2 separate regions of the Mus musculus genome follow, and region 1 is linked to region 2. A link is a contact called in public Micro-C data. All regions are on one chromosome and are shown on one strand. The core of a region is the stretch at or near the end of the contact, and the rest is flanking DNA. Distances in the headings are between cores, read along the strand shown.

The links. Hi-C and Micro-C count contacts between places; a contact is called where the count stands out from the background.
Region 1: a Micro-C map of the G1E-ER4 cell line shows a contact between it and region 2. The contact joins two enhancer-like sites. A contact is called at or near these places in 3 of 39 promoter capture datasets (embryonic stem cells, liver and stem cell-derived epiblast-like cells), 18 of 484 Hi-C or Micro-C datasets (the Ba/F3 cell line, the C2C12 cell line, the G1E-ER4 cell line and 9 more), 7 of 115 datasets of contacts at active chromatin or transcription factors (double positive thymocytes, embryonic stem cells, extraembryonic endoderm stem cells and 1 more) and 3 of 9 other capture datasets (embryonic stem cells, liver and pancreatic islet).

What each region holds. Positions count from the first base shown.
Region 1 is chr8:110,953,418-110,958,283 of GRCm38.p6, reverse strand. St3gal2 (ST3 beta-galactoside alpha-2,3-sialyltransferase 2) reads right to left here. Exons shown (of 7, transcript NM_009179.3): 2 at 234-1,526. The coding sequence starts at 572. Among named protein-coding and RNA genes, the nearest start is that of Gm39251, 6.8 kb to the right of the region's middle. Within about 2 kb of position 3,328, at least 52 of the 459 cell types and tissues checked have an H3K27ac peak or open chromatin away from gene starts, as enhancers often do. A contact at or near this core is called in the G1E-ER4 cell line and muscle stem cells, where this site is marked.
Region 2 is chr8:110,744,619-110,750,041 of GRCm38.p6, reverse strand. It overlaps Il34 (interleukin 34), which reads left to right. Exons shown (of 7, transcript NM_001135100.2): 3 at 484-617; 4 at 1,302-1,379; 5 at 1,638-1,799. Among named protein-coding and RNA genes, the nearest start is that of Gm15894, 8.3 kb to the left of the region's middle. Within about 2 kb of position 2,176, at least 5 of the 459 cell types and tissues checked have an H3K27ac peak or open chromatin away from gene starts, as enhancers often do. A contact at or near this core is called in the G1E-ER4 cell line and muscle stem cells, where this site is marked.

The DNA.
Region 1 (4,866 bases), core at 2,079-4,578, 210 kb before region 2:
TCTCTCTCCTCCCAGGTCAAAGCTCATCCTGCCTGGCAGCGGTCTGTGATCCAGGGATATGGCTCAGCTCAGGTGGGCTTCCTGCTTTGTCAGGGTGCTGGGAGTCATAAGACGGACAGCCTAAGTCCAAAAGGGGACTGATCACAGCGGCTCCAAAAATAAAGAGGACCAATTCTGAAAAGCAGGCAGTAAAAGGAAATCAGCAGGGGGTGGGGGTGGGGCACAGTCCTTACCATCCACCACCGCTGGACATCCGGGGGGAGGTTCATGTTATCTCTGGTCCAGACGGGTGAGATGTTGCCGTCAAAGTGGCTGTCAAACCATTCAGAGGTGCTGGCGTCACCCATGCAGCGACTGCAGGCACAATTTCTCCCCAAAAGCCCCTCCTTGCCGAGGCGCTGTAGTCCTGAATAGCCTGGTACCAGCTTCACCCGGTGTGTGCCGCCCAGAGCCCCCGAGTCCAGGTAGGGCAAGGTAGCCATGCTGTGGTGCGAGTAGGTGAAGAGCAGGGACATAATGAACACCAGCAGGAATGCCATAGAGAGGAACCACACCCGAAGAGAGCACTTCATCGTGCTGGCCACGGGGTGGCTGTCACCGTGGCCAATCCTTTCCCGGCCCGCTGCGGGGCCAGCCACGGCGCAGCCTGCTTGTTTTGGCAGCACGTAGAAAGGGCATAGGGGCACGAAGCGTGACAGGGGACTCTTGCCACACCTTCCCTCAACAAAAGGGGAAAGCAGGAATAGCCCCCCCCTCCCACCGTCCCTGAGCCACCAGAGCCTCTCGCTCAGAACTTCCTCGGGTCTCTCTCAGTCACTAGCTGGGCCACAAAGATTCTGCGTCTTCTGCCACCCCGTCAAGGCAGAGGTCAGTCCATCTCAGCCCTCTAGTCCCTTGTGAGTGCTGGCTGCCAGCTCCGGGGTCCCCCCTCTTTGGTGGCTTGAAAAGGTCCAGTCTGGAGCAGTCTGGGTCCTTGTGGCTCATGAGCAGACGCTAAGGCAGCCCCTGCTCCCCTGCAGTGGGGAATCCCTGGAACCCTGATTACAGCAGAGGGTGCACGGGCTTCAGGGGGCCTGCATTCCATGCACGAGTCCTCTTCGCACTTGCAGGCCGTCCTGGTCCAACTCCTTAGCCAGGGGAAAAGAGCCTGACTCAAGGCCAGAAAGAAAACCAGTGATCTTCATGGGCGTCAGGGCTACAAAAACCCAAGACCTTCTGCGGAGCGTCTGGCCTGCTGCCTCCCATCAGAGGGGCTGGTCCCCTACTCTGTGCTGTGGGGTCGTCTGGAGCTGGGAACAGCTGCTGCTCAGCAAGGTGCCAGACTCTAAGCCATGTGGATCAGGAGAGCTTACGTGGTCCTCATTGGGACTCCAGACTCCTTCCTGGGACTGTTGGCCTTGGCAGGGCAACTGCCCTGCCCACCCCTGCTTCTAGGGTGAGGCTGTTCTGCCCTTGGCTCCTGTTGGCAGTGATCCCCTGGCAGGCTCTTCCTCACCTGTCAGGCACCGGGCGGCCACAGCCTGACCCTGAAATTCAGAGAGGAGAAAGAATATGCTGTTAGACAATAGAACCTGAACATAACATATGTACACATGCATTCTCTCTCTCTCTCTCTCTCTCTCTCTCTCTCTCTCTCTCTCTCTCACACACACACACACACACACACACACACACACAGCCCCCACCCATGGTCTGAGGACAGAGCCAGCAGTAAAAGAGATGCCCATCAACAAAAGCGTAGACAAAAGAAAAGGCTCTCTCCTCAAACAGTCCATGGATAGCATCATTTTGCCTAACTCCCAGCCTCAGAGGACTGCACCTTCATTAATTAGCCTGAGAATAAACAAGGAATAAGTTAATTTCCCCTGGGTCCGATGGCAAGGGCTAACACACTCCATTTAGGAAGCCTTGTCCAGCTATGTGTAGTTAGTTACTTTCGGACAAAACTGAGGGGAAATTAGCCTAGGGAGGATTGCAAGGTCTGAGAATAATGGTTTCCCCCCACATAATGCTCTCAGGGAACTTGTAGTGCCCACGGAAAGCTGGCAGAAGTTTGTCCCTGGTCTCTCAAGTGTGGACTGCACAGATTGGTTCAGTGAACCATGAACAATCCTTCCTGCTCATATAGAGGGAAAAGATGTCAGGAGAAGAGGTATCTGGTCTCGGAACAACCACCAACCAGCCCTCTGGGCAGTTGCCTTCATCTGTGTATTAAGGACAAAATGAACCCCTAGAGTCCCATCCCGGGAGTCCCAGCAGCCTGAGGCTCCAAGCTGTCCCTAGCACACAGAGGGGAGAAGAGCCCACACTGGCCTGAGGGAAAGGAGTTTGAATCCACGCTCAGGGCATCTCCAAACCATCGCTTTAAATCCAGCCAGCTTTAAATCGCTTTAAAGCTCCGATGTGACCCCCCAGGTCTGGCAGCCCTAAACCCTCGCTCCCTTGTTGAAGGCTCCAGCCAGACATTCTAGGATTCTCTGCCGTGACAGTGGCAGACAGTCTTGGGGCAGTCAGGACAGAAGCCTGCAGCCCCAGGAGGAAACAGAAGGGCCATGAGGAGCTGGGTGGGGGCTGTTCAGTAGTGAATCCGAGGTCAGCTAAGGCTACAAGAAATCCGAGTCTTTGCCTCAAAGTAGAAACAAAAACAAAACAAAACAAAACAAAACAAAAAGCCAGCAAGATGATTCAGTGGGCAAACCACTTGTACAAGTTGAACAGCCTTCGTTCATTCCCCAGAACACACTTAAAAGAGAGAATCGTGAGTCCACCTGTGACCCCAACCCATCACCCAGACACAAACAATAATGAAAGGGGGGAGGAGCAACTAGAGAAACGGCTCAGTGGTGAATGGTACTGGATGCTTTTCTAGGAAACCCAGGTCCAGTTCCCAGCAGTCACAGGGCAGCAGTCACTGTCATCTGTAACTCCATTTCTAGAGAATTCTTTACCGGCGTCTGGCCTCCTGGGGCACCTGGCATGCACACGATATACAGATATACACGCAGACAAAACATTCATATGCATAAAATGAAAATAAATACGTCTTTTAAGAGAGAACAGGAAAGAACAAGCCCCCTGTCCCCTCAGTTTGTGATGGCTCAAATTTCTTCAGTGAAGCGAAACCCCAGAGCCATCAGGGACCAGTATTAGCACGATATAATAGGGAAGACATTATTCTAGATCAGGAAAATGATGCTTATAGATGTGAAAGCACCTGCTTAAGGCCATGACCTTATGAGTGGCAGTGAGCTTTGAGACCTGATCTCGCTCAATGCCTGAGACGAGACGGAGTGCTAGAAGAAACCTGTGAGTCACTGCAGCTGCACAAGGCTCAGGGAGGAAGTGAAAGAACGGCAGAGGTGCTGAGATAGCTCAGAAGGAACACGTTCTTCCTGCCACACCTACTGACCCAAATTCAATCCCTGGGACCCACATAGGAGAAGAAAAGAACCGACCCCCTTGCCTGGTGTGTTGGCTTAGACCTTTAATCCCAGCACTCAGGAGGCAGAGGAAGGTAGATCTTTATGAGTCGGAGGCCAGCCTGGTCTACAAAGCAAGTTCCAGGAGAGTCAGGGCTCTGTTACAAAGAGAAACCTTGCCTCACAAAACAAAACAAAACAAAACAAAACAAAAACTGGCTCCCTTAAGTTTTTCTCTGATGTCCAAAATATACATACACAAATAATTAAATAAGTACCATTTTTTTGAAGCTTCAAGCCAGGCAGGTACATGCCTATAATCCTAGCACTCGGAACATAAAGGCAAGTGAATCATTTGAGTTTAAAGCCATTGCAGTAGCTTGAGTAAGAATGGCCAACACATCATAGAGATGAATGCTTAGTCACCAGGGAGTAGCACAATTTGAAAGGATTAGAAGGTGTCTTAGTTAGGGTTTTACTGCTGTGAACAGACACCATGACCAAGGCAAGTCTTATAAAGGACAACATTTAATTGGGGCTGGCTTACAGGTTCAGAGATTCAGTCCATTATCATCCAGGTGGGAGCACAGCAGCATCTAGGTAGACATGATGCAGGCAGAGCTGAGAGTTCTACATCTTCATCTGAAGGCTGCTAGCAGAGTACTGGCTTCCAGGCAACTAGGATGTGGGTCTTAAAGCCCACATCCACAGTGACACACCTACTCCAACAAGGCCACACCTTCTAAAATGCCATTCCCTCGGCCGAGCATCTACAAACCATCACAGAAGGATTAGGAGTTGCCTTGGTGGAGACATGTGTCACTGGAGATGGACTTTGAGGTTTCAAAAGTCCATGCCATGCTCAGGGTCTCTCTCTTGGCCTGTGGGTCATGACAGAACTCTCAGTTACTACCCCGGTGCTATGCATACTGCTATGCTCCCAGCTATACTCCCCACCATGATGATAACTGACTAAACCCCTGAAACTGGAAACACCACCACCATGTTGCATGATGAGAGAGCAGCCACGAGGACATACACGGACCAGAGTGAACCAGGGAAAGACCGAATGGCAAGTAATGGGGCATTTGTCTGAGTAGTCGCAGCCTAGTCAGGTTAGAATAGATCAGAACCTGCCCAGCTATTAGTGCTTGCAGCTTGCTAATAAAAATACCAGGTCTCTGTGTCTTTATTCAGGAGCTAAGATGAGCTAGAGCGGACATAGAAATGCCCTGCAGTTATCTGGGAGCAAAAGGGGTGTAAGAACCCCCCGCACCCAAGAAATACTTTTATGTTATAGTCCCAACACTTAAGAGTCAGGATTAGAACTTCATGGTCGGGCTGGTGAGATGGCTCAGTGGGTAAGAGCACCCGACTGCTCTTCCGAAGGTCCAGAGTTCAAATCCCAGCAACCACATGGTGGCTCACAACCATCCGCAACAAGATC
Region 2 (5,423 bases), core at 927-3,426:
GCTGTTTTTGAGGTCACAGTGACACCTAGTGGTAATTCCTGGTACTGTTTCAAAAGACTTCGCATTATTGTCTGTTCTGCTGGTGTAGGGGGTCTGTTTAGCATCCCAGAGCCATCAGACTGGCAGAAGCTTGCTTGTAAGACCTGTTGCTACATCTAATGGAGAAAAATCGAGCTTTGAAAACTCATCACTCCAGACAAAGGGCTGAGGGGTGCCTTGGAACCTGGACGATGTACTTACCCAAAATCAGGAGCTAGGGGAGACGGGAGACCATACCCTGGGGACTCTGACCATGGTGTGTGTGTGGGGGTGTACTTGCTACTCCAGGTGACAAGTCCTCCTTAGGGCTCTGCATGCACCTGCCTTTCCCCTCAGTACTTGTCAGGCTTGATGATGGATGGTGGTTGATTCAGCTACGCACACCAGGTAGTGCGCAGACACAGTGCCCAGCGCTCATCCGCTCTTGTTGGGTGTGTCCCACAGGTCTTGGGATCCTACTTGACGTGGCTTTGGGAAACGAGAATTTGGAGATATGGACTCTGACCCAAGATAAGGAGTGTGACCTTACAGGCTACCTTCGGGGCAAGCTGCAGTACAAGAACCGGCTTCAGTACATGGTAACCTGGAGAGCGTCTGCCTCCCCGTGCTAGGGTTGCAAGCACAGGCCCAGCTCTATAGGACTATCTCTGAGACTATCTCCATTGAGAAGTAACTCATACCATACAACCCACTAACTGAGAGCGAACCCCATGGGGCTGGTGGGACGGCTCTGAGTAAAAGGCACACCTGGTACCCAGGACTGATGGCCTGAGTCCAATTCCCAGAACCCACATCAAGGCGGAAGGAGAGAACCAACTCCTGAAAGTTAATCTTTGACCTCCACATCAGTGCTGAGAGTCATGTCCACACTATTAATAATAACAATAAATAATAAGGTGTCAGATTCTAGACTCACTGATGTGTAGTATGTTCACAGGCTGTGCGAAGGTTACCTTTGTAAGTGTCAGATGAACCATATTTTTCACTTCCAAAGTACCATGTCTCCTGAAAATCCTGGGTTCCTCCCCTGGGCCTGAAACTTCAGCCCTTACAGGACTTGTGTATCTGATCTCACACCCCCCACCCCCACCTCCTTTGTCCGAGGGGAAAAGAGAGCTGTCTTTTAGCCCAGTTGTCCAGATCTGACCTCTCAGTAGAGGACCTGTCTGTTGTCAACGCTGCTAGGCTGCGTTCCTCTCTTGGGGGTCCCGTCTAAACAGTTTCTGCCTCATAGCTTATGGTTTGTTCTTGTTCCTCTTCAGAAACATTACTTCCCCATCAACTACAGGATTGCTGTGCCTTATGAGGGGGTACTCAGAGTGGCCAACATCACAAGGCTGGTGAGGACCCTTCCCGGGGTGGGGAGCCGCTGCCTGCCACAAGTCACTTAGAAGCTTGTGGGTCTTGGCAGGTTGTCCCATTGGCCTTTCCCTAGCCACTCAAGCAAAGCCTGCCACTAACCTAGGCCCAAGGTTGTCTGCTGGCAGCCGTGGGTGACTGTGATGGGTCCCAGGCAGTGGCAAATGCATGGGGGTAGGGGAGTGGTCAGTGCCCAGAGGCCTACGCTTGTGCGTCACTGATGTCTCCTGTCCCTGCAGCAGAAGGCTCACGTGAGTGAGCGAGAGCTTCGGTACCTGTGGGTCTTGGTGAGTCTCAATGCCACTGAGTCTGTGATGGATGTACTTCTCGAGGGCCACCCGTCCTGGAAGTATCTACAGGAGGTTCAGACATTGCTGGAGAACGTACAGCGGAGCCTCATGGTGAGCTGTGCGCATGCGCGTGTGGGTTTGGCCGATGCTGGCAAAGGGCTAAGAAGGGAGAGTTCTGCCATGCGCTGAGCATGTGAGACACACGAGGGATGGGGACAGAGAGGATTTGGGACCTTGTTTCAAGCTTACCTGAGCGCCCCTCTTAAAAAAATTTTTTTTATTATTGTTGTTTTTAATTTTATAACCCATTGAGTCCAATTACTTCTGCCCACTGTTCACTACCCACGCTGGCTAGACCTTGTACAGGTGTTGTGAGGTAACCAGTGTACTCATGGGTGCACCGGGCATGCCATCTTCATAAGACAGCATTATTTATTTGCTTGTTTGAGAGAGTTTCATTCTGAAACCCCGCCTGGCCTGAAACTTGCTGTGTAGAACAGGCTTTGCCTCTTGTGTCCTGAGTCTTAGACAAGCCAGGGAATCCTCTAATTTCATATTTGTATCTGAAAAAATGAGGCTCCTCTAGAAAGGGGAGAAGGAAGAAGGCAGAAGATAGTGAAATTTTTTTGTTCTTTAAAGACACAGAAATATTGTAAGAATGTGTCTGCATTTTAATCCCAGGTGTGGGATATGGGGCTGCTTCAGATTGTCCACAGCAGCTGACTCTGATTTGCCTCGTGCTCTAGCAGAGGCATGGTTTTGTCAGCTGCAGATAGTTTCTGCGAGTGTGTGATGTTTGGATGGATGGATAGATAGATAGAAGGGGTTGTTTTGGACAGCTGGTGGTTAGATGTCGTTTGTTACACAGTTTGTTGAGATGAGAAGAAGAAATTAGATATTCTGATGGTGGGTGAAGATCAAACATGCCCCAAGAACTTGACACCCCTAATCAGCAGGAAGTAGTCTAATGATAACATCGCCCCCTTTCCCCTCTATGCTTTTTTCTCTACTATTTAGTGTTAGGGGGTGGAGAAGGGTGGAAGAAAAAAAGAACCCACAAAGTAGCCAAAGGTTCAGTTACAAGGTGGACTGACAGGAACTTTCAGAGTATTGAAACTGTTCTGTGTAACTCGGTGACAGTGGACACTCTGCTTTTATCAAAAGCCCGTGGAGCGTGGAGGGCGAGCCATAATGACTATGACTTGAGTTTAGAACAAGCATGGGAAGGAAAGGAGATAGTGTGTGGCATGACTGTAACCCAGCACTCTGGAGGCTTGAGGTGGGGGAGATGTTAGGTTCAAGGCCAATCTGGGTTACATAGTGGGAGCCTGTCTCAGAAGCAGCCCTCGAAGCCATCTGATCATCCAACCGAAAACCTCCCGAGTTGTAACCTGACAGACATGTCCCTACCTCCTCAGGCCGTTGGTGTACACCTGCCGGGACACGTACTTGTGACCCTGCTCAGCCAGCTGCCTGGCCTCCCCAGCCCATGGGCCAGATCATTTGACACCAGCTGGGAGCTTCTGATGATGAAAGGTTTGGGACAGGCGACTGTTTTTGCAGCTGTCTGGAACTTCTCCTGGGATGGTTCTCCCAGTTCCTGCTAAGAGGGTCGCACGGATTTGCCCTTTTGTGCTTGTGAGCAAGATGGGTGTCCTGGGCAAGCTGGCTTGGCTTGAGGAAGAGACCTTTTCTGCCTTTGTTTTACCCATCGAACAGACACCGAGAAGCTAATGTGTGTGAGGTTGGGCAGGAGAGTGTGAGGCCTCCGCCCTCTGATTCTGGTCCTGGGCTCTCTGACTGAGGCACTGTACATAGCGATGGTTATATTACTCAGATGTAGTTGGGTCTGGTCCCTTTTCCTTCCCCTCCTGGCTGCTGAAAGCTTAGCCAGTATACTGGGTACTCCCTCTACCACTGAGATATACCCCAACTCTGCAGCCAGATTTTTTTTTTTAATGTGTATGAGTACACACTGTAGCTGTCTTCAGACACACCAGAAGAGGACATTGGCTCCCATTATTGATGGTTGTGAGTCACCATGTGTTTGCTGGGAATTGAATTCAGGACCTCGGGAAAAGCAGTCAGTGCTCTTAACCACTGAGCCATCTCTCCAGCGGCCCCACCCCCCCAACCTTGAGCTCACAGAGATCTGTCTGTCTCTGCCTCCTGAGTGCTGGGATTAAAGGTAGGCCCCATCACCACCTGGCTTGCAGCAGCCTTTAATCTTCCTGCTTCCTTACTGTTAGTGGTCTGTGACGGTAGCTTTGAAGATGGATTCCACTTATGATAGTGTGACCTCAGAGGCCAGGCCCTGTTTTTTTTTTTCCAACAGTATAACCTTGAACAAGCTGTTTCACTCCTGAGCTTTTAGGTCATCACTTGTAGCCTACATCTCTTTTTAAAAATTTTTTTTTATTTTTATTTTTTGGTTTTTCGAGACAGGGTTTCTTTGTATAGCCCTGGCTGTCCTGGAACTCACTTTGTAGACCAGGCTGGCCTCGAACTCAGAAATCCACCTGCCTCTGCCTCCCAAGTGCTGGGATTAAAGGCGTGCGCCACCATGCCCGGCTGTAAGCCTACATCGTATCCAGCTGTAAAACAAGGATTCAATGAATTTATCCTATCTCCTCTATCTATCGGAAGACATCCGGCTTCTGGCCTCTGCGTTATTCTAGTCTCACATCCTCACCCCAACTTGCCTCCATTGTTTTCTTAAGAAACTGGGCCTGGGACGATGGCTCAGTGGTCAAGAGCACTTGCTGCTCTTGCAGAGGATGCCCATGTCAGCTGGTTTACAACTGAAGCTTCAGGAAATCCAGCAGCCTCTATTGGCCGCCATGGGCACTCACATGTACACGGCACACACATGGCACACACACACACACACGGCACACACACATGTACACACATGTGACACACACATGTACACACACGGCACACACACATGTACACGGCACACACACATGTACACGGCACACACACGTACACACATGTGACACACACATGTACACACACGGCACACACACATGTACATGGCACACACACATGTACACACATGTGACACACACGTACACACATGGCACACACATGTACACGGCACACACACATGTACACACACTCATAGGCATAAAAAAGAAAAATAACTTAAGGAAAAGGCAGCTTAAAAACCCAGAGAGTGGGGGCTGAGGCAAGAGGGAGCAAACTTGCACCATAATGTAAAGCCCTCCGTCTTGACTATTTTTAGCACATGGTTTGGCAGTGTTAATTACACTCACAGGGGTTGTATATCACCCACCCCCACCCCCATCCATTTCTGTCACTTTTCATCACCTCAAGCAGAAACTGTATACGTGAGGCAGCCATTTCTCACCCCTTTCCACTCCCAATATCAACCTGCAATCCGTCTTTTTTCCCATTACGTATTTGCTCTTTTTTTTTCCTTTTCTTTTTGGTACAGTTTCTGAGATGCTGATGCACCATTTGTGCGCTCTGGTAAAGTTTTCAGTGGATAAACTGTATCCATTGATTTGGACCGAGTTGAACAGACTAATCCCATGGCAAGCTGGGGGTGGCAGGAGGTTTGTAAGTTCGGGCCAGCCTAGGCTACATATCCAGACTTTGTCTCAGAAACAAAACCAGGAGTCGAGGTTAATCCCAGGACTCAGGAAAGGCAGGAGGATCTCTGTGAGTTCAAGGCTAACGTGGACCACATATTGAGTTCCGGGTAGTCAG